Linked DNA regions of Mus musculus: regions 1, 3, 4, 5 and 6 are each linked to region 2. Evidence: chromatin contacts called from public HiChIP or PLAC-seq and promoter capture Hi-C data. All regions are on one chromosome and are shown on one strand. Each heading gives the region's core, a stretch centred on a gene start, on an enhancer-like site or on the middle of the called end of the contact. The rest is flanking DNA. Distances are from core to core; before and after follow the strand shown.

The links. Promoter capture Hi-C pulls out the DNA fragments that hold promoters and counts their contacts. HiChIP or PLAC-seq counts read pairs in DNA pulled down with a chosen protein or histone mark.
Region 1: a FOXA1 HiChIP or PLAC-seq map of pancreatic cancer cells shows a contact between it and region 2. The contact joins the promoter of Myo1c here to the promoter of Rtn4rl1 in region 2. A contact is called at or near these places in 4 of 39 promoter capture datasets (the C10 cell line, hippocampal neurons, liver and 1 more), 3 of 484 Hi-C or Micro-C datasets (Th1 cells and embryonic stem cells), 4 of 115 datasets of contacts at active chromatin or transcription factors (epiblast stem cells, large pre-B cells, pancreatic cancer cells and 1 more) and 2 of 9 other capture datasets (liver and pancreatic islet).
Region 3: an H3K4me3 HiChIP or PLAC-seq map of embryonic hindbrain shows a contact between it and region 2, with 3 times the contacts expected there. The contact joins the promoter of Crk here to the promoter of Rtn4rl1 in region 2. A contact is called at or near these places in 2 of 39 promoter capture datasets (the C10 cell line and pre-B cells), 2 of 115 datasets of contacts at active chromatin or transcription factors (embryonic hindbrain and large pre-B cells) and 1 of 9 other capture datasets (pancreatic islet).
Region 4: an H3K4me3 HiChIP or PLAC-seq map of bone marrow-derived macrophages shows a contact between it and region 2, with 5 times the contacts expected there. The contact joins the promoter of 4931413K12Rik here to the promoter of Rtn4rl1 in region 2. A contact is called at or near these places in 4 of 39 promoter capture datasets (cranial neural crest, liver, pre-B cells and 1 more), 10 of 484 Hi-C or Micro-C datasets (B cells, the C3H10T1/2 cell line, CD4 single positive thymocytes and 4 more), 6 of 115 datasets of contacts at active chromatin or transcription factors (bone marrow-derived macrophages, embryonic basal ganglia, embryonic hindbrain and 3 more) and 1 of 9 other capture datasets (embryonic stem cells).
Region 5: an HNF4G HiChIP or PLAC-seq map of pancreatic cancer cells shows a contact between it and region 2. The contact joins the promoter of Inpp5k here to the promoter of Rtn4rl1 in region 2. A contact is called at or near these places in 5 of 39 promoter capture datasets (the 3T3-L1 cell line, cranial neural crest, fetal liver and 2 more), 1 of 484 Hi-C or Micro-C datasets (embryonic stem cells) and 8 of 115 datasets of contacts at active chromatin or transcription factors (the 230-238 cell line, double positive thymocytes, embryonic midbrain and 4 more).
Region 6: a promoter capture Hi-C map of neural stem cells shows a contact between it and region 2. The contact joins the promoter of Slc43a2 here to the promoter of Rtn4rl1 in region 2. A contact is called at or near these places in 14 of 39 promoter capture datasets (the 3T3-L1 cell line, 3T3-L1-derived adipocytes, the C10 cell line and 7 more), 3 of 484 Hi-C or Micro-C datasets (all in embryonic stem cells), 18 of 115 datasets of contacts at active chromatin or transcription factors (the SCID.adh cell line, T-cell acute lymphoblastic leukemia, bone marrow-derived macrophages and 13 more) and 2 of 9 other capture datasets (liver and pancreatic islet).

What each region holds. Positions count from the first base shown.
Region 1 is chr11:75,654,227-75,658,035 of GRCm38.p6, reverse strand. It overlaps Myo1c (myosin IC), which reads right to left and starts at 2,021. Exons shown (of 32, transcript NM_001080775.1): 1 at 1,835-2,021; 2 at 389-544; 3 at 168-283. The coding sequence starts at 1,852.
Region 2 is chr11:75,191,189-75,195,389 of GRCm38.p6, reverse strand. It overlaps Rtn4rl1 (reticulon 4 receptor-like 1), which reads right to left and starts at 1,397. Exons shown (of 2, transcript NM_177708.5): 1 at 1,096-1,397. The coding sequence starts at 1,108.
Region 3 is chr11:75,676,184-75,680,524 of GRCm38.p6, reverse strand. Crk (v-crk avian sarcoma virus CT10 oncogene homolog) reads right to left here and starts at 1,266. Exons shown (of 3, transcript NM_133656.5): 1 at 861-1,266. The coding sequence starts at 1,101.
Region 4 is chr11:75,593,217-75,597,040 of GRCm38.p6, reverse strand. It overlaps 4931413K12Rik (RIKEN cDNA 4931413K12 gene), which reads left to right and starts at 2,241. Exons shown (of 2, transcript NR_166698.1): 1 at 2,241-2,507. All of the region lies in intron 2 of Pitpna (phosphatidylinositol transfer protein, alpha), which reads right to left.
Region 5 is chr11:75,628,499-75,632,356 of GRCm38.p6, reverse strand. It overlaps Inpp5k (inositol polyphosphate 5-phosphatase K), which reads right to left and starts at 1,337. Exons shown (of 12, transcript NM_008916.2): 1 at 1,160-1,337. The coding sequence starts at 1,257. Pitpna (phosphatidylinositol transfer protein, alpha) reads right to left here. Exons shown (of 12, transcript NM_008850.2): 12 at 3,553-3,858.
Region 6 is chr11:75,530,138-75,534,486 of GRCm38.p6, reverse strand. It overlaps Slc43a2 (solute carrier family 43, member 2), which reads right to left and starts at 2,375. Exons shown (of 14, transcript NM_001199283.1): 1 at 2,073-2,375; 2 at 1,699-1,899. The coding sequence starts at 1,858.

The DNA.
Region 1 (3,809 bases), core at 772-3,271, 460 kb before region 2:
CTAATGAGAACTGAGGTGACCATAGGTGAACAACCATGGGATTCCTCTCAGTAGTGACCAGTGAGTCACCCAGGGGTCAGGGAATCATTTCAAAGTGGGGTTTGGATGGGGTCATCTTGCAAGAGGACAGGGTAGGTCACTCCTGGAAAGGCAAGGGAATCACTTACAAATGAGGTGGTACTTCATAGAAACTGACACCACGGTAGCGTTCCATATGCTGCCGGCTGTAGATCTGTAGGTCTCGGTAGGGATTGACAGAGACTAGGACAGGACCGATGTAGGTCTGGGGGTTGGGGGGGTGGGGGAGAAGGGTCAGAGGCTTTTCCTGAAGGTTCCTGCTGCCACCTTCCCCTAGGTCCTTGGGCCCAGCCGTGCTCATGGCACTCACATAAATGAGGTTCTCCCGGAACCGCCGCCGGAGGTTCTCAATGAAGGCAGCCTCACTGGTGAAATTCTCCAGCAGGACAAAGTCCTGCACCCCTACCCGGTCTCGGGCAGTCAAGGCGCTCTCCATGGTCACTCGAACCCCGTCACTGCCCAGGGCCTGTGAGGAACCAGCCACAAGACGCTGTCAGAGTCTGCAGGTTAAAGTCTCGTTTCCTACCCTGCCTGCAGGATGTAGAAGGCAGGGACACTTTGGACACAGGCTACAGAACATGTTCCGGACATATGGCTGGGTTGCAGGATGCTGGAATGCAGATAAGAGACCCTATGGGACATATGGACCATGCACACAGCCCATAGGAGCACAAAGGGCCCAGCAGACACTGAACGACTGCATGGAATCCAGGGCAGCGGCATTTTGAGTTGAGGAAGGTGGGACATGACAAGGAGCTCCTAGGAACGGCAGAAAGAATGCTGGTGTTGACCTTGGACAAACCTCCTCCTTTCTCAGGACTGCTTCCTCTTCAGAGAACAGGAGTGGGTTAGTTCAGGTGACCTCAAATCCCAGCTACGTGTTACAGGTGCTTTGGAGGACAAACGGTTCAGAGGGAATTCTGCAGACAGGGAGGGGCCATCTCTCCAACTCCCATCCACCCCAAATTCCCAGAAGTAGAAGTTGTTTAGGGATCAAGCCAGAGCTCACGTCCTAGGAGAGGGTTTCCCCATGGGCCACCACCTCAGCTGGACTTGATGCCCACCCCAGAAGCGGGTGGCCTGCCCTCCCTCAACTGGAGCCACTCCCTCCTCTCCAGCTGCTAGGCTTCCCCCCCCGCCCCCCCTCCTCCCGCAGCTCCTCCACCGTTGAGAAGCCTCAGGAGGTGGAGGGTTCTCCCAGGGGAAACCCAGCTGCCACCCAAGGGTGGGGCAGGTACAGGCTTAGCTAGACCCTCAAGCCGCGTCTTAAGCAGAGCTTTCCTTTCAAAGAGGGCCTGCAGATCTAGAAAATGCTGGGGTAGGGGGGTGTCAAGGAAGAGGAAGGTACTGGGAGCCGCTGTAAATTCCAGGGAGGTCACCAAGTCTCCCCTGACCCTGGTTTCTAGCCCTAGTTGCTCAGTTCTCTGCTTCTCCGTCACCCCTCAAGTCCAGGGCCTGTCTCCCTCAGACCTGCCCACCCCTGACCCACCCAGCCCGAAGCTGCTGCCAAACACCACCGCAGCCAACGCCCCCTGGTCCTCAAGTGGGAGGGGTCTTAGCCATCACCAGGGGCGACCACATGGTCCTGGGTTCGAGCGTTCTGCAGCCCTCTCCGCCTCGGCCTCCTGTTCTAGCAACTTTCAGGGACATCTTCCACCGAAATTCCTGGGCCGCGCCCGCTTCAAGGCCGGCCCTGGAGCGCCGCGGGCCACCGAGAGATACCCTGGACCCCAAACCTGCCCGCGCCCATGCTCACCGATGCCCGGTAGCGCATCCTGCCGGACCCGGCGCCCCGCTCCGCTGCCCGCGCCTCTTGGTCTGTACTCGGCCGCGGCGTAACCGAGGGAGGGGCCAGCCCGCCCCCTGCACCGCCCCTTGCAGGCCCCTTGGCTCAGGGGGCTCGGAGTCCCGACCCTAGGACCCACTGCAGCCGGCCTGGCCGGGCTGGGTGGGAGGGGGTTCGGGACCTAAGAGGGGGCGCGCGAGGGGCGGGGCCTCCTGCGTGCCGCGGGCTCCGCCTGAGTCAGGTTTTCCAGGAGGAACGTCGTTAGTTCCAGGGTGGGGCCCGGAACCCGCGCGGCCGCCGCGTCTACACAGCTCCGGAACTCACTTCCGGGCTCGTGTCTACAGCACGGGGCTGGACACCCCGCGCGAGACGAGGGCTGAAGCCCGTGGGTCACCGGGGAAGCAGGATTTCTCTCCCCACCCCCAACCTCGAGTCCCGGGAAAGTTAAAAATAGAACGAAATGTCCAAATACGGCCGGCGCCCCGGGACAGGCGGAGCCTCTGTACGGGACACTGTCCACCCCCATACACACTCCCAAAGGACTGGCTCCATTCTTTAAATCCTTAGAAAAGAAATTGTTTGAGACAGGGTCTCTTTACGGAGCCCAATCTGGCCTGGAACTCAAGATGCCTCCTGCCTCAGCCTCCTGAGTACTAAGATTACAAACTTGTGCCAAGAGAGCCAGAAGAGAAACATCTCTTGAAAGATCTCTTCCCTAGCTAAGAAACAAATCCTAGGGTCAGAGCAGGGTGCCCTTTTTGACCCAGCATGACCCCTAAAGAAGCCTGTTTGCCGAGTAGGCAGCACCCTTCTGACTTTCCTACGTGTGCAGCCAATAACCTTATGTTCCAGCCTGAATATCCTCCGGACTCAGTGCCCTGCCCCATGGGCTCCTCTCCTCTCTTCCCTTCTTTCTCTTCCCTCTGGATCTCCGCTCTTCCCTGAACACAGGCCATCAGCTGTCTTCCTTGTCTGTCCAGCACCCTCGCTGGTTCTCTGACGACATCAGCCCTTTTTAGGCCCGAGAAGAGTGTGTGAGAGGAGTGGAGTGGACTTTGGGTCAGTTGCCACCTCTTGTGGCATATGGATGTCTACGGTAAAACAAAACAACAACAACAAAACCAGCCTGGCCTTTGCTTACTAGCAGGATGATGATCATGAGTAAGTGCCTTAAGAGGCCGATTGGCTGATACTTGCCAGAATTGTTGGGTTGCCTGAAATGAAGCACTGACCAAGCCATCAACACCACTACTACCCTCTTCCTCTTTCATTCTACACGCACTGAGGGACTTGGGGGAGAGTCCAATCTTCTTGTCTAGTGAAGAAAGCGTCCGCCCCTATATCTACCATTTGCAAAGGGTTCTCAAGTGCCTTATCTATTCCTCGCCCTTTGTAAGGAACCTGAAGCATATACCGAGGGTATACACTTGGTCTAGGGAGGATAGGGGGAGTAAGAACCCAAAGCACCAAAGCGCCCCACCCCTTGGACGGGGACTCCCTGGGGAGGAGGTGAGTCTGCGACAGGTGCTGCCTTGCGGCCTCAAGGGGAAGGATGGTTCATTACTTCGTGAACAACAGCTCGAGCCACAACCCGGGGGTGGGGGTGGTGTGCGGCGCCAGCTGGGGAACGAAGCCCTTTGGAGCGGGCCAGGGGAATGGGTGCTGCAGGTGGAAGATGGGTGAAAGACAGGGCAAAGGGGAGCGCCCTTTACGATGCCCCCAGGTTTAAAAGCATAGAGAGGATACGACCTTCAGTCCACCCCAGAGCATTAGAAGACCTGAGGTGGGAGAGCTTGGAGTCCCCAGCACTAGCATGGGCTCGCTCCCCTCCCCCTACCGCGGCCTCATTGAGCTCCCTCTCCAGCCAGAGGAGTCTTGGTGGGAGGAGCGCACTGAAAGGGGAGGGGCTTCGAGGCCGCAGTGCCCGCCCTGCCCCGCCCCGTCC
Region 2 (4,201 bases), core at 148-2,647:
GTGCTTACGACACCTCGGTCTGTTGCCATGGAAACAGGGGCGGATTAAGGCTGGAGCGCAGGGATCAGGCCCCTCCGCTACCTGAGCTCCCGCCTCAGCTGGTTCCCGCAGGGCGGGAGCAGCTAGCATCAGGCACCAAGGCTCAGCAGCCGCCGGGCCGAGGCAAGGGACAGGGGAATCCCAGCGGGGCGCCACAGCTAGTACACTGGGACCTCAGAGCAAAGAGACACGCAGAGGAGGGGAGCAGAGGGTAACGGGTCCGCGGGCTCACGTGTGGTCACCTGCCCTTTCTGGGCCGGAGGGACAGCACCTAGAACGGCAACCACGTGGGGGCGCGGCAGGACTTCCCCGGCACCCGCGCCAACTTTGCTCCGCTCCTGCTGCCGGGGAGTCTGGCGAGGTGGTCACCGAGCCAGCGCCCGTTAAGTTGAACCTGGCTCTGGCCGCGCACACTGCCAACATGGCCTTGGCGGTTGCGTCCCTCTGATCCAGGCATTAGGAAAGTTTAAGGAACCGGACTTCTGGCACTTGACACTCCCCACCCTCGGTCGCTAAATGCTCAGGGCTGGTCCCCGGGGATAAGGGTAGGATGCTGGGAAGATGCCTGCGTTCCGGCGCGCCTCCGGAGTTAGGAACGGTGGTGAACGCCGGGGCCGCGCGGTGACTGACCGCTGCCTGCACCCAAGCGCGGGTTGTACTCAGTGCTGAAGCAGCAGAAGCAGGGGCGGGTGCCTGCGCAGGGGATGGAGCCTGCAAGTGCAAAACTTTATAATGGAGAGGCAAAGGTCCCAGGAGGACAGCTCCCTTTTTATCAAAGGTTTCTCACTCTGGTCTCTGAACCCTCAAGACAGATCCCTGAGGCCTGGCCACTCGATCCATGAACAAACCCCATGAACAAACCCCATGTCTCTCAACAGGCCACCAACGGGAGCTCAGCTCCAGCAGCAGGCGCACGGCGGGTGCCTGTGACAAAAGCCAGCCATCTAGCAGGGGGCTGCTTCCGGGACCCATTTCCCTGGCGTTCGACGGCTCCCGGGGCTTGTTGCTCGGCCCGGTTCCATGCAACTCCAACTTGCCCCTGAGGTTCCAACTCACCTTTGCGAAGCATGTTGGCCGCGGGGCCGCCGCTCCGAGGTCGGCCTAGGCGCGCTCCCTCCTGGGGTCCAGATTCAAATCCCTGGGCGCCAGCTGCAGCTAATCCGAGCGCGTCGAGGCGGGGGCAAGCCGGGAATCCGCTTGTGCCCGGCGGCCCGGTCCCGCAGGGGCATGGTGAGCCCAAACCCGGTGCTCAGGGCACCGGCGCCTGCTAGCAACCGCGGCGCTGCCAACCAACGCGGTGCGCTCGCTCAGCCCCGGGCGAGTGGCTTGCTCCGCCGAGCCGGCGGCCTGATTCTGCCGCCCCAAACACTTTGCAGGCGGTTTTGAGGGGGGACGCCGCCCCCTAGCCGGCCAGCCGATGTCCCCTCTTCCCCGCCCCCTCGGGCAGCGGCTGCTGCAAAAGGGCGCTCGTACGCACAGCCTAGCTCCGGGAAAGCGCCCGGCGCGCGTTTGCAGGACCGAGCGATCCGCCGAGCGGGGCGCCTCCCTTCCTCCCCCCGGCTTCCCCCACCTCTCTTCCTCCTCCCTCCCTCCCTCGCTCTTCAGCTCCCTCCCTCCCGCTCCGTTCCCCGCCCCCGCTCACGGAGCGCCTCCCATACAAAATTTATGAAAGTGCTCTCAGCTCGCGGTGCGGAGCGCCGTCCTATTCCCAGGGCAGCGGCGCTCAGCCGTGCGGCGCCGCCTTCCAAGGTGTTTTCGCTGCACCTGCCCCCGGGGATGATCCTCGGCCCGCGTCCGTCCAAGTACCTGCCCCAGTCATCCGCGGGTCGTCCGGCCACTGTAATCGCCCTCCCCGGCCCCGCAGGCTTCTCCGAGCACGCACCCGCAGCCCAGCCCCCGCCTGTTTGCCCTTCGCTGCTGGAGGTCATCAAGAGAAGCGGCTGGAACAGTGTACCGGCCCTGAGCCCCGATGACAAGTCCAACACCCTTGCCCCGTCTCCTCTCTGACCCGCGTCCCTTCCTTCCTGTGAGGCTCGACGGCTCTTCCCTGCCCAGAACTGCTCCGGCGACATAGCCTTCCCCCCACCCCGCCCGCCCATCCAGAGTTCCAAGACACTGTTCTTTGGGGGGAGATGTGCGGGACAGCTAGCATTTGGGGATGTCCAGTTGAAAATCGTATAAAGAACTATGGGAGTTCAGGTGGGCTATCTCTGGCTGGAAGGCCTCCCCGGTCCCCTTTAGTCCTACACAGACCCCACCCATGAGAGGATTCTCCAAACAGGGAGGAGGTACCGCCTGAAAAGCCGGTCGGTCCTGCAAGGGCCCTTTGGGCCAAGTGTGGAGAAGGTTCAAGCCAGCAGAGATCCTAGGTGGAGGCCGGCACCCCCTACTGGCCCGGGATAAGAAGGACTCCCTAAGAGGAAAAAGACTGGGCCAGGTCACTCGTTGAACATATTAGAGTTTTATGTATTACACTATGTGGAAATTCAGCCAGTGAAAAAGAGAAGGTCCCTGTCCTCCTTGAGTTTATACTCTAATAGGACAAAAAGAGAAAAGTTCAGATGATGGAAGTGTCTGGAAGAAAGACAAAGAGGGTGTTGCTCTGGAGCTGATCCGGGATGCGAGTGGGGGATGGGGTGGAAGTGGAGCTAATGTGACAGCTGCCATCTAACCAGAGATCTAAGTTCTCTGTGGAGTAAACTTGGAGGGGTGATCAGAAGTCAGAAGCAAGGCCATTATCACTGGCACGAATACAGATACTCAGAACCCTAAGGTCCCGGCCCCTGGTTTGAGCTGAGTGTGAGGGAGAATCAGACCTGATTCTCCCTCAGAAAGTCTGGGTTCAACAGGTGGAGCAGAGAGGACACCTGGAAAGGAAAGACTGCACAAATGTTTGAAGTAACCTTGTTTAGAACATTCTTCAGCTTGGTCCTTCTAGGGTTGGGAACACAAAGTGAGGTATTCCTTAGTTCCTGCCAGCTGCAGGAACCTGCACCACCTGAGCCCTGGCAAACTAAACTCTTAGAACAGAGCTGTGGAGACACAAAACTAAGGCCCAGAGAGGCTAGCTGACTTGCTCAGCAGCATCCAGTAATCAGTACTAAACTGTGGGCCAGGATGAGGGCTTTGCTATTCACTTTCCCACCTTCCCGTGCCGCCTCCCCATGAACCCCTTGCCCCATCGACTCCAATGTATTGGGCAGACTTGGGCGGTGTGAGTGTGAGAAGCAGTTATTTTGGGATTTAGGAGGGCTGGATGTTGACTTGGAGTCCAGCCAGGGAATGGGGGTGGCTGTTGGTGGGTGTTGTGGTGTAATGGGGGAGGGGGTTGCATTGAGCCTGCCTTCTCATCAGGCAGTAATTACTCAGACTGCTGAGTAACTCAGGAAGGGGGACCCTCACTGGACAGATGGAAGTGTCCTCAGCCCAAGCTGATTGACAGTTACCACTGTCCTGCTCGGCAAGGTCTTAGGGACACAGTCACGATGGTTTTGCACTGCAGCCTTTATCCTGTATCATCTGGTTTCCTAAGTGGGGGCAGGGCTGCTCACATGTGACAGAAGCTATACAGCAATGTTGGGAGACGGTGGTGCATACCTCTGATCAGGTAAAGGCCCCAGGAGATGAGAGGGCTGCTGGGGAGAAGCCATTGGGCCATTGGCACCAATCTTTCCACTATAGAACTTGAAGTGAAAGCTAGAACAGAAGGTGCCCACGGACAGACTAGGCTTTGGTATGCTGAGGTGGCAGAGTGGGCTCCAGAATGCACTGAGGGGTAGGGATGTCTAGAGAGGCTGGGAGACACAGGAAGCCCAGGCTGGACTCTTATTAAGGTGAACCATTGTTCCTTGATGAGCACACTCTGGGTCAAGCTATATCTGTCTTAAGAGTTGCAGAGACTGAAGGGGCATCGACCCTTTCCATCGCTTCCCTTGGCTGCTCACTCCCAGTCTGCCTTCCTCTCTCCTCTGAGCAGCCTCCCAGGCAAGGCAGGTACCTGGCTGCTTGTTTTTACATCTCTCAGCACCTTAATTAGGGGTTTCCAAGCAGGGAGGGCCTCCAGGGGAGCCTGAGGCCACAGAGCTGTCTTAAAGGGACAGCTGTGCTCACCACTGCAGAAAGAGGAGGATGGGAGTGGGGGTTCAGAGTGCTGGTGACCATG
Region 3 (4,341 bases), core at 17-2,516, 490 kb before region 2:
AAGAAAAGACCCAGAAGTACGTGTCTGACACTTTTTAAGTAAATCCAGGGAGAATGAAGTGCCATTCACTTCCAAGGTTGTTCTCACTGGCTTATGCCTGTTTGTTTGTTTGTTTGTTTGTTTTCTAAAGGAAAAAAATCTTCCTCCACTAATCACTTTGAAACTAGAAACTCTAGTTGCAGCGGGCAGTTTTTTTGGACACTTAAAACCTCTTGGACACAATTTGCCTGCTAGGCTTCAATTACGCGGGGCTGGTCACAGAAGGATTTTTTTTCTATCACCAAGTCACTTAGTTCACCACCTTCCACAAGGGAAGAGCACGGTAAAGATATTTTGGAAAAATGCCCAAGAAAGGAAAAAGCTGACCGGCTTCCTGAGGGTGTCTCCATCCCTCCCAGCCAGCCAGTCAGTACGTGGTGACTTCCTACCGAAGGCCACCAGGGGAGTATGGCCAAACCCGGCTCTAACACTGCAGGAAACGTTTCAAGCCTAAAAGCCACTTGTAGGATTAGCAGAGCCATTCTGAGTACCACTGCCAAATGATGTCCCCGTAACATCCCCATTAACTCATTGTCCCCAAGTTGCCTAGCCCTGCCCTGCCCTTGGGCCTGACCCTGGCGCCCAGCCCCACCCCGGGGCCGCAGCAGTTCCCCTTCCCCGGCTCCCAAGGCACACCCAGAGGCCTCGGTGAGCAGCTCCTCCTCCCCCACAATCCCGCTCATCGGTGGGAACCAGCTTGCTCAGAAGACAGCTCCCCCGCCAGGTTCACTCTAGCCCTCTCTGCCCACGTCCCTCCTGCAGCAGACCAGGGTTCTACGGCCCTCACCCCCGCCCGGGCCTCCCACCCGCCTGTCCCTCACCCGGCGGAGGCTGAGCGGGCGACGGAGGCACTGGAGGGCGCGGGCCGCTGCTGTTGATGATGTAGTGGGAGACGCGCGAGTTTTCGGAGACGCTAAGCACATAGTCCCCGGGGCTGGTGCTCGAGTCCCGCACCAGGAACACCCCGTGCCGCTGGCCCTGCAATAGCGCCACCGCCTCCTGCCGGCTCAGGCGGCCCCAGTACCAGCTACTCCGCTCCTCCGAGTCGAAGTTGCCCGCCATGGCCGCCTCCGCGCTTTCACGCTGGGCCGCCGCCGGCACGCGCGCCCCTCCAGCCCTGGCGCCCGCCGCCCAGCGGACCGGCTCCGGTGTCAGCCTCCCAGCAGCGCCCGAAATGGCGGCGGCGGCCGCGGGCCTTCCCCACCGGAAATGACGCGCCCTCTACCCGAGGGAGGCTGCCGGGAAGGGGACCGACGCCCGCCATTGGGAGAAGGGAAACGGAGTCCTTGGGGCCCTCAGTGCGCATGCGGCGTCCTGGGCGTCGCCGCCAGGCCCAGACCCCAACCGCGGAGGATGGGGAGGCGGAGTCTAGGTCTAAGGGGCGGAGCCTCAACCTACAAATTGACTGATCCGTGTTTGACAGATTGGTAGCGGCCGGTCTTTTCTCCCAGAACCTACAAGTAGCAACACCAAGAAAAGGACTGAAGTTAAAAAAGATGATGTGGTCCGAGGATGATAGTCGCCCTCAAAGCTCCCTGACTTGCTGGTCTTTTCCCCGTGTTTCCTTCGGTTTCCCCCGAGGTCAGCTGAAGTTCTTGTTATCTATGAGCAGCCACAGATACCGCATTTGCCGCGCAGGTGCAGTGCTGACCCAGACTGGCTTTAAGTCACTGAATTCACACACCTATGGGAGGGACCAGGAAACAACATCTGCTATGGGGGCGGGGGGGGGGCAGAAACACAAGGAAATCAACTAAGTAGTCCTGGAGAGACCCAAGGGCTGGGTAAAGTGACTCATGACAGTTATCCCAACCTCTCAGGAGTTGAGACAGGAGGATCCCTGTGAGTCTGAGGCCCTGTATTATAAAACCAAAACAAATAAGAGGAAGGGGTCCACAGATAAGATGACCTAGGGTGAATGGTAGGATGTTAAATGAAGTGGGGAAGGGTACTCAAGGCAAAGAAAACAAAATGCCCAGCCAGGCCAAAAAAAAAAAAAAAAAAAAATGGAGTTCTCTCTATTGGGGCTCCCATATCCACCAGCCAGATTTTTTTTTAAACTCTCAGTTGTAGCCAGGTGTATCTCCTACTTTTACTTCCTTCATGATCATCTTCATCTATCTCAAAAAATTAATAAAAAAATGGGGGAGGGAAGGGTTTCTCTGTATAGCTCTTGCTATCCTGGAATTCACTTTATAGACCAGGCTGACCTCGAACCCAAAGATCCACCTGCCTCTGCCTCCCAGTGCTGGGATTAAAGGTGTGTGCCACCATTGCATAGCTGTTACTACTGTGTTTTGTATATAGTGAGACCCGGTCTCACTACAAAACCAAAGTTATCCTTAGCCTAGTCAATAGCTCCGGCCTTCCAGAGCTCCCACCCATAGTCTGGGCCAGCCCTGGGAGAGACAGCAGGGAAAAGGGCCCCTTCCTTGTTACCAGTGACTCATCTTGATCTAGCTTAGTCACCAGGAACTAGCAGCAGAAGCCATCCAGTGTAAATTCTGGCCCTTTGGGGCAAATGACTATCCTCTCTCCCTTTTCAGGACAGCTGAGCTTCAAGGCAAGACCTTACAAGAGACTCTGGGAAACAACAAATCCAATTCCCAGGATAAGTGAAAAGGAAAGAGAGATTTGGTTTGTTTGTTTGTTTGTTTGTTTGTTTAGACAAGGTCCCACTATGCAGTTCTGGGTGGCCTAGAACTTGCTGTGTACATTAGCCTGGCCTCAAACTGTCAGACACCAGTCTGCCTTTGCCCCCCCCCCCCAGGAAGGCATATTCATTCATTTACTATTGCATACTCTTATATGCTGGCCTCCAATTCACTACAGAGCTGTGGATGACCTTCAACTTCTGATCCTCCTACTTTCACTTCCAGAGTGCTGGGGTTGCAGGTGTGCACCCCTATGCAAGGATCTTTTTGTTTTCCATATTCTGTTATTTTTTATGTTTATTTACTTATGTATTTACTTATTTATGTGTGGCCTGGGTGTGAAGGTCAGAGGACAGTGTGGGGGAGTTGGTTCTTTTCTTCTGCCATGTAGGCACTAGGGTTCAAAACTCTGGACCTGAGACTTGGCAGCAAAACCTCTTTACTCCCTGAGCCATCTCACCAGCCCTCCCCTTCCTCATTTATTTTTTATTTTTTAATTTTTAGATGGAGGCTCACCTGTTTGGGCCTGAAATTCACTATGTAGATCACACTGGCTAGCCTCAAAGTCATGGAGATCTACCCACTTCTGCCTCTCAAGTAGAATTAAGGGTCTTGAAGGTGTGTACCACCACACCTGGCCTTCATGCTTCTTTTGAAAGACCCTTTTCAGAGGGATGGAGAGATAGTTCAGCAGTTAAGAACATTTGCTGTTCTTAGAGAGGAACCAGATTTGAATCCAAGCACTCACATGACAGCTCATACCCATCTGTAACTCCATCTCCAGGTGTTCAGCACCCTCTCCTAAGACTCCCACAGGTACAAAGACGTTCATGCAGGCAAAACACTAACATATATATTTCATAAAATTAAAAAAAAGAAATTTCGGCCGGCTGGTGGTGGAGCATGCCTTTAATCCTAGCACTCGGGAGGCAGAGGCAGGCAGATTTCTGAGTTTGAGGCCAGCCTGGTCTACAGAGTGAGTTCCAGGACAGCCAGGGCTACACAGAGAAACCCTGTCTCAAAAAAACCAAAAAAAGCCGGGTGTGGTGGCGCACGCCTTTGATCCCAGCACTCGGGAGGCAGAGGCAAGCGGATTTCTGAGTTCGAGGCCAGCCTGGTCTACAAAGTGAGTTCCAGGACAGCCAGGGCTATACAGAGAAACCCTGTCTCGAAAAACCAAAAAAAAAAAAAAAAAAAAAAAAAAGCAGGGAGGAGACCTGGCTGTTCACAAGGGACCTTCCTTGTCACAAAAAAAAAAAAAAAAAAAAAAAAAAAAACAAAAAACCTGCAATTCCAAAGCCCCAGGAGTTGTCCAACAAGGAAAATTTAGTCTTTTTCTCCTCTTCTTTTGTACCTAAGGAGCCAATAGATTGCAATCACAATGGTAGGTTTTGCTTTTTGATAAGCCTGAGACTTCCTCACAAAGGAAAAGGCCTCCTTAGGAAGGACTCCTGGCCGGGCATGGTGGTGCACGCCTTTAATCCCAGCACTTGGGAGGCAGAGGAAGGCGGATTTCTGAGTTCGAGGCCAGCCTAGTCTACAGAGTGAGTTCCAGGACAGCCAGGGCTATACAGAGAAACCCTGTCTTGAAGTTAAAAAAAAAAAAAAAAAAAAGTAAGGACTCCTGGTGTGAGTTGGGGCTGGGAAG
Region 4 (3,824 bases), core at 992-3,491, 400 kb before region 2:
GCTAGATGCAAAAGTCTGGTTTTCCTTTATTTGGGTCACATGTCACCCTATCAAGTCACTGGCCTCCTCTGACCCTCTCAGGACAGCTTGGTGTAGAACCGATGACTTAAAGACAGTGTCCAGGCCTAGCTCTGATCCCACCCCCATTTCCAAGAGAAATGAACTGGGAAAGAAACGCATGCCAAAGGCTCTGAGTGTGGTGGCCTGTAATCTCAGCACTCAGGAGGCAGAGCAGATGGATCTCTGGGAGTTCAAGGCCAGTCTGGTCAACATAACAAATTCTAGGACAGTCAGGGTTCATGTTTCAAAAACCACACAGAAGGCAAGAAAATGAACAGTGCAGAGAAAAACGAACAGTGGCAGAGCAGGAAATTACATCTATTCCAAAATGCATCTTCCCCATAGTAGCCAGGGCCAAGAAGGCCGAGGATAAACTAGACGAGAACTCGATTACCCAACCAGCTGAGGTGGACATAAAGCTTCCCTTGCCTTCTACATCCTCCCTGAAACTCCTGACACCCCAGGGGTGAGACGAGGGGTGTTCTCTCTCTCAGATCTAAAATCAAGTAGCTCTGGCATCAGCTCCAAGGCACAGCGCTGTCAGCTCTAAGAACAGGATGCAGAGCTCTGGGTCTGCTGTCACACCTGGACGCCTTCTCCACCTCAGCCCCTAAGCACTGCAAGAAAACTTCTGGGAGACATCTACAGGGTAGAGCAGTGGACTAGTACAGCTCACCAAGTTTCCAAAGCAAAAGCCCAGCACAGAATGCCAAGGAAAGGTAAGTGATCAAGGCTCAGTTAATCCTGTCAAAGAGAAACATTTGAGAGGCTAAGACAAGTTACCTCGATCTTGCTAATCCCGAGCAATACCCTTGCCGCTTTGGTGCCTCACGGGTGGCCACACTGCCCCTTGTGCCCTTCCAGTTCAACACCTGCTAAGGCACACTTGAAACCCATATCAAATGGGTCAGGGTTTGGCTGAGCCAGGGCTTCCTCCACATGAAGCAGCAGGACCTCTGCTTTGGAAAAGAGTCATAAGGACATTGAACAACTGACTCAGCAAATCCTAAAGGGCACGCTGGGGAGAGGGCCTGTGGGCAGGATTAGCTGCCGTGCTAGGAGTGCTCCTTGGAGAGGGGCCCTGGGGCCAGCAAAGACCACGGTCCTCAGGGATTCCCTTCAGGGGCAGATCAGAGGGCAGGCTCTAAGAGGATCAGTCTGTGTGCTAGCCTCTTCCCCTTTAATCTCTCTTGATATTCTGATCCCTTAATCCCAATCAGACAAGCAAGGCAGTTTTGTTAATCCAAAGAGGTAAAGAAGACAGATCTGTACAAAGTCCAAGTGAGGGACACCACGTCAGAAGGTTCCCTTTGGAACAACCAACCATTCTACATCCTGGGAAGGTTGCCAGATTCAAGACTGGGTGGCAGTAAAGGTGGGGGTTAGACCACAAAATCAGATAAGGGGCCCCAGGGAGACCTGGATCCAGCCTCCCTAGGTTGAGAACAATGTCACCTTGCCCTTGAGAGCTGTCCCCTTGTCCCATAGCCTATGTCACTCAGTAAAACAAAGAAGAGACTCTACCACTTGGATAATCAATCGAGTAGGAATCCAGGGAGATGAAATGTGCAGCAGAAACACTGAATGACATACATGAAGAAAAAGCAATACAGTTTGGCACAAGTGACCCACCCAGGTGGCTGTAGTCCCAGCACACAGGAGGCTAAGCCAAGAGGCCCACCATGAATTAGTTTAAGGCCACTGCACGCCACATACTGAGTATCAGGCTAGCCAAGGATATATAGTAAGACTCTGTCTCAAAAGTAAGAAAGAAAAACAGTACTCTGTTGACCCACCCATACAGCCCTGTCAGGTCAGGTTGCATTAGACGAAGGATGCCCTGAGCCTGCCCTGTCCACAGGAGGTGGGCCAGGAACACTGGTGGACACACCCATGTCAAACAGCCAGGGCTAAAGACTCTGGCCAAACAAACTAATTCTGCCCCCAAATATTGATTCAGGCATCAAGATGATTATAAATCTAGGGCCTTCTCCTTTCCTTTCTTCTCCCCAAATCAGAAGCTCCAAGGGTTCAAGTCCTGGTCTCCGATATAGGACATGAATCTGCCAGTCACACGACACTGGACTGTTCTCATGGGAACCACTGAAGAGTCACAAAGGGGTCATTGACAGAGACTCTAGGAGGGGGCTGTTCCTTACTTCTTTACTCTTCAATCCCCCATTCTAGAATTTTCTGACTATCCGGAACTAAGGTTCAAGCTACCGATGGAGCGACTTCCCCACAGCAGCCCTGCTGCCTTCCTGTCAGTGCTGTCTTGCCGAGTGAGACCAGGCTGAGGAAGGTCACAGACAGCTGAATCTGGACCAGCGACACTTCCCAGGCTCCTCCTGCTGGGCCCAGGCCCCGACTACCCTGCCCTCTCTCACCACTTCCGCCATGCTGCAGAGCCACCACAAGCTAAACTGCCAGCTGTGGGCGTCCTCAAGGTGGGCATTTCCCTTTTCTTCCAACCGTGGCACCCACCATGAAGCCAGGACAGCACAGGGATACCCCCAGACAATCCTGGGCCCCCCATTCTGCAGCACTCTCACAGTTCTCAGCCTTTGGCCCACCAAGAGACTCCATCTGATCCACCGTACCTGAAGTCCTACACGAAGACAATCCCACATCCCTGAGGGACATCTTTTTTTCCCCTTCTTTCTTTTCTGTTTGTTTTTCTTTGTGTAGACCCCTGTGCCGGGAGTAAAGGGAAGCACCACCACGCCCCGCTCTTTATCTTTTCTTTTCTTTTTCTTTTTTCTCTTTTTCTTTTTTTTAAGACAGGGTTTCTCTGTGTAGCCTTGGCTGTCCTGGAACTAACTCTGTAGACCAGGCTGGCCTAGAACTCAGAAATCAGCCTGCCTCTGCCTCCCAAGTGCTGGGATTAAAGGCGTGCGCCACCACGCCCGGCTCTTTATCTTTTCTTTTGAAACAGGCTATCCCTCTGCAGCCCAGGCTGTCCTGAGACTGACTTTGTAGCTCAGCTTTGATAATCCTGCCTCAGCCTCCCAAGTGTCAGGATTAGAAGTGTGAGCTACTCTTTTTTAAATTAATTTTATTATGAGATATCACAAAAATGTTATAAGGCATTTTATTACGTATCTTACTGTATGCCCAAGCTAGCCTCAAACTCTTTGATTTATCATTCTTCTGCCACTGGTATCCAGATCAGACCATGTTCAAGCTCACATCTCCCCCTCTCTCGCAGATCTCCACAGGTTCGTTTGTTCCTTTCTTTCTTTCTTCCTTCCTTCCTTCCTTCCTTCCTTCCTTTCTTTCTTTCTTTTTTTGGTTTTTCGAGACAGGGTTTCTCTGTGTAGGGTTTCCCTGGCTGTCCTGGAACTCACTTTGTAGACCAGGCTGGCCTCGAACTCAGAAATCCACCTGCCTCTGCCTCCCAAGTGCTGGGATTAAAGGCATGCGCTACCACCGCCCAGCTTCTCCACAGCTTTCAAGTACACAGTACCCCAATACAGACAATTCTCTCAGAGACCAATGCATGCTCATCACTCTTTGGGGTGACTTGTCTCATCTAAAGAATGCTTCCACAGGCTGGAGAGATGCTTCAGTGGTTAAGAGCCCTAGGTGACTTTTAGAGGTTGACCCTGTGTTTGATTCTAAGCCCTTAACATTGGGTAACTCACAACTCCCTGTGACTCCAACTCCTGGGCTTTCTTCTGGCCTCTGCAGGTACCCCATATATATAGCATATATATACACACAAAAAGAAAAATATACAAACATAAACAAAAAAAATGTTTAAA
Region 5 (3,858 bases), core at 88-2,587, 440 kb before region 2:
GCCAAGGCCTTCACGTAGCCTAGGGACAAGTTTCTGAGTAACAGGTTTCTTATTATCTGTCTCACGAGTCTACTCTCTCTTGGGACAAGTCGCCAGTTGGTACATAACATTCCAACCTCCGCTCTCCACAAGTCTCAGTATCAGGAGAAATAATCAACAGCTCTTAAATACCACCACATCCATCACAAGTTCAGAAAAGCGAAGACTTAGGGAGACCTTCAGTGAGGGTGTTGCTATAGCAACACTCCAAGAAGCCCAGACTGTCTCCAGGACAGAGCAAGCAGGAGCTCAGACTCTACAGATGAAACCTGAGTTCCAAGAATACCGAGGCACTGAAGCACAAGATCCCGCAGAGCCACCCAAAAAGGGGAGGGGGGCATTTCCTTCTCCACCAGAGCCTGTTCTTAAAGTGTGACTTGTAAACAAAACAAAACAAAAAAATTCCTGGTTAGCTTCAAGCAGCTCCCTGCCTCTCCCTATGAATATAAACAAAATAATACAAAAACCTTCCTCTCAAGTCCTCTGAGAGACTGTCATTTTGTCTGTTTACAGTCTCCCCCTGCTGTCCGGCAGGTAACCGGTTTCTTTACTCAGTGGCTCCTTGTATTCCCACTCTAAGTGGATAAAAAATAAAACTCGGGATTTGGCATCCCAATCCTCAACTTTGATGATTAGTAACAAATCCATGCACCGCGAATTACGCTCAATTGGACGATTAGCAGTGTTCCTCGTGATTTAAGAGCGGGCATGAGACCAGGCTTTACCTCGCTAAAGGATCTTATCTAAATCTGATTTCGGATTTCTAGAGATCACAGCCCGATCAAGAAGACCCCATGATGTACTGCTGAAAAACAGGAACAAAACTTCTAATCTACAACTGTAGGGGCAAATGTTGGTCCTTAGCAATCTAACCCTGTCTGCTCCAAGAATCAACTGGACACTTGCTTGGGGAGCATCTGCAGTGACCAACTCGGCAGCCAAAGTTTAGAGCGTGCATCAATCCTAACATAGCCCTTTCAGTACTGGCCTGACAGAATTCGGGTATCTAAACTAGGGCAGCCTTGATCCTACTGTGGTTTTGAAATCCAGCCCCACAAATCAGACTGGGCTGAAGACAGCTAACCGCCAGGAACCGACCGGCCTACACCTGCGTCCTCACCTGAGTGCAAAGCCTTTCGGTGCGCTCGGCCTCCTTAGACTCACAGCCGACATTATTCCCTCGCGGTAACCCGGTGTGTTCCTGTCTCCGTGCTGCATCTAGTGCGAGCCGGAGCAGCCCTTGGTCTCCGGTCTCAGCAGCACTGCTCCCTCCGGATTGTTTTTCTTCCGGATTCGGACTGCGCTTCGGCTTCCGTAGGAGGTGGATCCAGAGTGTCTAGGGTTTTGGGGTGCGGTTGGAGGACAGAGGCGGGGCTTTACAGCAGAGCGAACCGCCCAGAGGCGGAGCTGAGCCAGGCTCAGAGAGGCGGGCTCTACATGTCATCCACTCCCGACGCCATACCGCCGGCCCGGACGCGGGAGTGGGCGGTGGCGGGGCCACCTAGGCTCCGCATTCCCAGCCTGCTTTGCGCAAGGGCGCGGGCGTGAGGAGCGTTGAGGGCGGAAGTTGCTGCGGCTCGAGGACTCGGGCTGCTTCGTGATCGTCCCGCAGCGTACGGTCTTCGCTGTCGCCTGCCCACCCTCAGAAACCGGGAGTGGACAGGATGGGGAGCCTCACTGTAGTCTGTTCGGCCTCTCTCGCCCACACTATAAGTAATTTCTCATGTTCCTTGGCGCCCTCATAGGGGTCAGAGAACACTTCCATTCATTTAAGTGACTTGGTGATCGTCATTTAAAAAAATTTTTTTTTCCATCTGAGACAGTCTTGCTAGTAAGTACTGGGGCTTGTTATACAGACCAAGTTGATTTTCCGACCTCAGCTGAGATTACACCACCACGCCCAACTTGAAACTAGTTTTGCTGAATACAAAGCAAAATAATTTAGGATCCCCGAGAGCTATCAGTGAATGAAAAACAAGCCGTTGCTATTTGGTGTATATTCATGGTGACTGTTTACTTTGCCAGACACTTCGATTTATTATTTCCTTTAGATCTCTGGGTCTTAATTTTTGAGGGGTAGGGGGGATAGTGCATGGGGTTGTTTTTACAGTTATGACTTCCCCCAGGGAAATGGGAGTGTTGTTTTAGCACACTGTAGTACCAGCTACCCAGTGATGCCTCAAGAACCCACAAAAGCTCCACTACCTGAAATACATGTTCTGGAACCCGGTGTAGTGATGTTATTTCCAAAACTCACCGAGATTGGTTACTCCAAGTTTGAGTCCAGTTTGGGCTACCTTAAAGTTTCAGGGCATTCGAACTGTGCTGTGATTCATTCTCAAAATGGAAGGGAAGGGGACAACTTCTACCAAGTCTAACTAACCACCTGAGCTTTACCCCTGGATGGAAGACAAGAATCACAGTTGTAGCCATAAACACAGTAATAAAGCTGAAAGTACTGGAGAGGGCTCACAAGTTAAGAGCACTTACAGACCACTGAAGTTGGGTTTGATTCCCTTCACCCACACGGTGGCCCATAATCATTCTAATTCCAGTTGCCCTTTCCCCTCTCTGGGTACTAAGCATGCCAGTGGTGCACATTAACCTCGTCCACTTGCAGTGAAATTAACAAACCTGGTCTAGTATTCTCATTAGGCCAAGCTAGCCTCAAACACAGAAAGATCCACCTGCCTTCCAAGGGCTGGGATTAAAACCCCGTGGCACCATGCCTTTAAACAAGCTTTTTATTTCTATTGTGCGTGTGTGCACGTGCACGCCAGCATGTGCACCAGAGTGCAGGTCTGGGAGACTTGAAGCATCAGGTTCCTCTGGAGCTGGAGTTCTAGGCAGTTGTAAACTGAGATGTCGGTGCTAGGAATTGAACTCGGCTCCTCTAAAAGAACAGTACATAACCGCCGAGCCATCTCTCCAGCCCCCAGAGTATGATTTTTTTCTTCTTTATTTCTGAAGCCCAGGCATGCTCTTCCTGGTGCTTTGGGTTTTTTCATTCTTTCTACCCAACCTTGTCACCATGTGACTGCTCAAAAGGGAGACTTCTTTCAGGCAGTTGCCAAGATTTACAGTTTGCTTGCCCTGTTGTTTTTCTCCTGAAACTAATAAAATATTTTAAGTCCATGACTTAAAATTAAGAATAAAAAATAAATGTATTGCTTAGTAGAGTAAAAGAGAGACAAAAGCAAAAATGGCTTACAGATGTGCACTGCTGCATAAGAAAACTGAATTGACATGGGACTAATTTTTTTTTTGTCTTTTGTTTTTTTGAGACAGGGTTTCTCTGTATAGCCCTGGCTGTCCTGGAACTCACTTTGTAGACCAAGCTGGCCTCGAACTCAGAAATCTGCCTGCCTCTGCCTCCCGAGTGCTGGGAGTAAAGGCGTGAGCCACCACGCCCGGCTGACATGGGACTATTTTAATTGACCTTTTTTTTAATGCCTGTTAGGTAAATACTACCACTGAGCTATACCATACCCCAGCCCGAATCCATACTGTAAGTGACTTTTTTGGACAAGGAATACTTTATTTACATAAAATGTCAGAAATACCACTGTATCTTCTCATAATCCTCTCCTGTAAATAAACTGGGGAGATATCAGTAGGAGCTTTAAGGACATCTAAGTTGAAAAATGGACATAGGAACATCACCAATAAGCTAGACTCCAAAAAACTCTGTCTAGGATTTTATTAGACTGCTTTTTTCCCCCCAATATACCTGTATTGGAAGATTGAGACAAAAAGGCACAAACTCACATTAAATAAACAGGAAATCTAATCAGTTCTATAAAGTGTAGTCTGTAAAAG
Region 6 (4,349 bases), core at 1,126-3,625, 340 kb before region 2:
AGCTCTGTACACTAAGGATCCTCTGGGCAGATCAGAGAAGGGAAGTGAAGACTAACTGACTCGGGTCCAGGCAGTGGGAGCAGGTCCAAGGCTTTCCCTTCCTGCTAAGAATGAGAGGCTGGGTGAGGCAGTATAGGCTTGTCAGCCCACCACTTAGGAGAATGAGATGGAATTATTACAAATTAAAGGCTAGCCTCAGCTACATAGCAAGATCCTTTGTGAAGAACAAAAGACCAAACAACCTTACAGACAAAAAAATTTTTAGAGCCGGGCAGTGGTGGCGCACACCTTTGATCCTAGAATTTAGGAGGCAGAGACAGGCAGATTTCTGAGTTCGAGGCCAGCCTGGTCTACAGAGTGAGTTCCAGGACAGCCAAGGCTACACAGAGAAACCTTGTCTCAGGGAAAAAAAAATTCTTGAGAGCCCAGCAATAATGGTGCACTTTGATCCCAGGACTCAAGAGGCAGAGGCAGGTAGATCCTTGAGTTTGAAGCAAGTTTGGTCTAGGGGTTGAGTTCCAGGACAGACAGGGCTACACAGAGAAACCCTATTTTGAAAATAAAATAAAATAAATAGCAAGCCCACTTCTTAGAGATGACACTCAGGGCGTGGAACCTCTTGCCACCAAGTCTGTCAACCTGAGTTTGACCTCATAAATTCACATAGTGGAAAAAGAGTGTCAACAACCAAAAGCAGTCCTCTGTCATCGACAGCAGTCCTCTGTCATCGACAGCAGTCCTCTGTCAGTCATCCAGTTCTGTGGCCCCCATAAATGAATAAAAAAATGTAAGAAAAAATTTAAAGTAAAAAAGTAAATGAATAGGACTCTAGAAATAAAAAAGACATGCCAGCAGTGACCTACAGAGTCAAGCCTGGGTACGGGGTGGGGCAGAGACAAGAGACAAAGGCAAGAAGCAGTTCTTACCAAGGATGCCTAAGAAGGGGAGAGGATGGCAGCTGACTCGGCCCCACTGATGACCCTACAGCAACCAGGGTATGAAGACAGGAGTGGCAGAAGGAAGGGTGGGGGTAGTGTGGGCCAGCCTCAGCCTGCCTGCAGTCTGTCCTGGAGAGTCTAAGCATCCTTCTACCACTGTCTCCCTTCCTCTTCCTCCCTACGATGTTTTGAAAGCCACTGAGATGTTCTCACAGTTCAGGAGAGGAAATGGCCTTTGGAGAATCATAAAGCAGCAAAAATAGACAAGAAATTCTATCTTGGCAAGCCTTTAAGGGGACTCCATAATGGCCTGACTTAAAAACATGTAGGTCTAGATGAACCTTCCTTCGGGTGGAGGCGAAGCCACTTCCTCTCTCCTGCTGCACCCCGGCCTATGAGAGTTCCTCTTTCTTACACATGTTTTTTTTTTTTTTTTTTTTTTTGCAAGGCAAGCAATGCTGCAGGCCCTGGAAGACCAGAAGGCCAGCAACGTTCCTGACTGCACGCAGGAGTCTATTAGTCTATTAGTCTACAGCTTGGGCAAATGGAAGACTTGTCCCAGCCTCAGTTTCTCCATCCACAAACAGGGACGATGATAATGATACGCACCCAGAGAGCTGGATGAGGATCAAATGGGCTTTTTGGCACTTAGAGGCGCTGTGCAGCAAGCAGGCATAGCTGGCTTACATCTTCACCACCAACCGCCCTCTCCCAAAGACCCACTCCAGAAACCTGCCCCCGACCGAGGCGCCCATCTCACCTGGCTTCGTACACAGGTAGGAGTAAAAGCCCTCGGACTTGAGCATGATGAGCAGCGAACCCCAGCCCAGGAGGACTGCGGAGAAAAGGAGGTTTTCCAACACAGCGGTGCAGGCCATCCACCAGCGGCGCCGATGGGCAGTGGCCAGGGTGGGCGCCATGGTGCGGTGTGGCGGTGGTCGGGCTCCGGTTCTGCAGACACCTGCGCGCAGACCTCAGCTTCAGCGGTGGCTCTACCCAACCCGTGTAGCCGCTGGCGCACAGCCTGTCAGTCCCTTGCAGCCCAGGCTATAGGTGCCCGCCGCAAAAGAAAAGAACCCTAGCCCTGTCAGGGACCTGGGCCACCCCGTACCCGCAGCTACCTGGTAACGCTACCTTAGGCCACAGTGGAGCCCCGCTGGCCAAGAGGAAAGGCTTCTCCCTTAGTTCACTCGGAGGTAAACTGAGGCATGGCAGCTGGAAAAGGGCTAATTATGCTCAAGGACGTGGAGCGGGTCCTGATCCCAAGCAAGACTGAACAGCCACTTTGGGGGCCGGAAAGGGAGGCAGCTCGTAGTAAGGTCACCTGAGCAGAGGCTCACCTGAGAGCTGCCACTCCCAGGGACCCTGACAGGCTCCCGCCCGCCCGCACTCGAGACCCTTCCTTAGTGCTTGTTCCTTCAACCACAAAATCAGCACAGGGAGCCCCGAAACGGCCCGCCCACGGCGCTTTCATTGGCGGGACCGCACAGGAACTGCCGCGCCATTGGTTAGTGTTTAGGTCGCTAGGCGCTACCGCCACGCGAACCCCGCATGGGAGAGGCGAAGCCGGTTCAAACCGGCGGCGCGAGCCAACCGCGCGACCCCCGTGTCGGGCTGTTACCCCGGCGATTAGCCCGTTTCCATAGAAGCGGATCCCGTCCCTCTGTCCTCCTGGCCTTTTTCGTTACGTCTCCCTCCCGGTGTCGTCCCTCTGACAAGTATGCACCTTCCCTCCAACCCCTGCCTGCGAGCGGCTTCAGGTTCTCGCACCCTCGTCTGAGACCCGGATCCTGGGAGTCCAGCTCACCCGGCTCCTACCAGTGTGTATCGGGCCCGCCCGGCGCCTTTTCTGTCCCCTTTATTTCCAGCCCTTTTATTCCTATCCTAAGATGAAAAACACTGCCGCCCGTTGATTGGCTGAGTGGGGCTGGAAACAGGCGTCGGCCAATCAGCAGCTACCCACCCGCCCCCCGGCGAGCAGAAGCCGGTTCCGGCCGGACTTGGAGACAAACAAGAGGAATGGGGGGGCTGGGGGGCGGCTCGGGCAGGCCCAGCTCTACCCAGTTAAACTGGAGTGCCCCTCGACCCGGTGACCGCCGCGGGCATCGCCCCACGCCCTTCTCGTTGCCCTCTTCCTTGTCAAGTTCATGGGTCAGCGTTTCAGGGAGTCTTGGTCCACAGCGAGCTGGGCTCCAAGCACCGTGCGGTTCGGCCCGCAGTATAGACCACCGTTCTCGCCCGGAGAGAACCAGGGCCGGATGCTCCAACTCCGCAGGCCATTACCGCCCTTTTGTGCTGTTTCCCGGCCTGCTCCTTGGGCTTTGTGTCCGGGCTCCTCGCTGCCTAGCCCCCGTTGTCCTATCCAGGCGCTGTCTACGGGTATCAGAACACCCCGACCCAGGTCGTGGCATAATTACCGCATCCCTGCTAGATCTCCCGACTCACCGGGTCCTTGCCTGGAATCAGGTGCCTCCTGCCTGGTCTTTAATCGGTGTCCCTTAAGGGTCTGTAGTCAGGATTTTGGACTAAGAGCCCCTGGTCCTCCAGTTGTCGCCATCCCCATCCCGCGCCCTCTTTTCTCGGTGCCTTCAGAGACCGGTCAGTGTTCAGGCCGGTCACCTTGGCATGCCCTGCCCTCCCACTTTCCCAAACGACTCTTTCATGTGGCTGGCACACTTTCTCGTCCACCCTTCTTCATGCTGTGAGCAATCCCGAGCACCTAGTTAGTCTAAGTCTGACTTTGGAGAGCGCGATAGATCACTAGGGGTCCAAAGAGCTCCGTCCTTTCTGTATCATCAGCGGAGCTGCGCTGCTCTGAGGACCTGCTTGGACGTGGAATGGAGCCTCAGCACGAAAGATTTGGCTGTCCGTCCGAGTCTCCCTGACGAGAGGCACTAACCTCCCCTCAGAAAACACTCGGTATCCCTCAGATTCTCCACACTTCAAGAGCCGGCTTGCTTTAGAGCTAAGGGTGTCCCCAGCAGCCTGACTCAGCTTCCCTCAGCTCGAGTGCGCCCCCTGGTGCCCAGAACCTTCGCCAGCCATTCTGCTAGTGCATGCTCTCCCAGACTTGGTCTAGGCTTGCTGGTGGGTTTGGGGGCCTGATGACCTACTGTGCAGAAATCTCATAAGCTCCAAATTGGACCTACTATCTGCCAATAGATTAAGCCCTTCAATCCTTTTCCTAAGCAATCTGCTTGAGGACCTTCTCCAGACATATATCTAAAATGTTCCCTCCCCCTCTTCAAATAAATAGTGCCCCCTTCTCCCTCAGATTGTGTGTGTCTGTGTGTGTGTCTGGGGAAGTGTTGAGACAGGATCTCACTATGTAGCTCTGGCCATCCTGGAACTGGCTATGTAATCCAGGCTGCCCTCTGCCGCCTCGTGCTAGGGGGCTCAAAGGCACCCTAC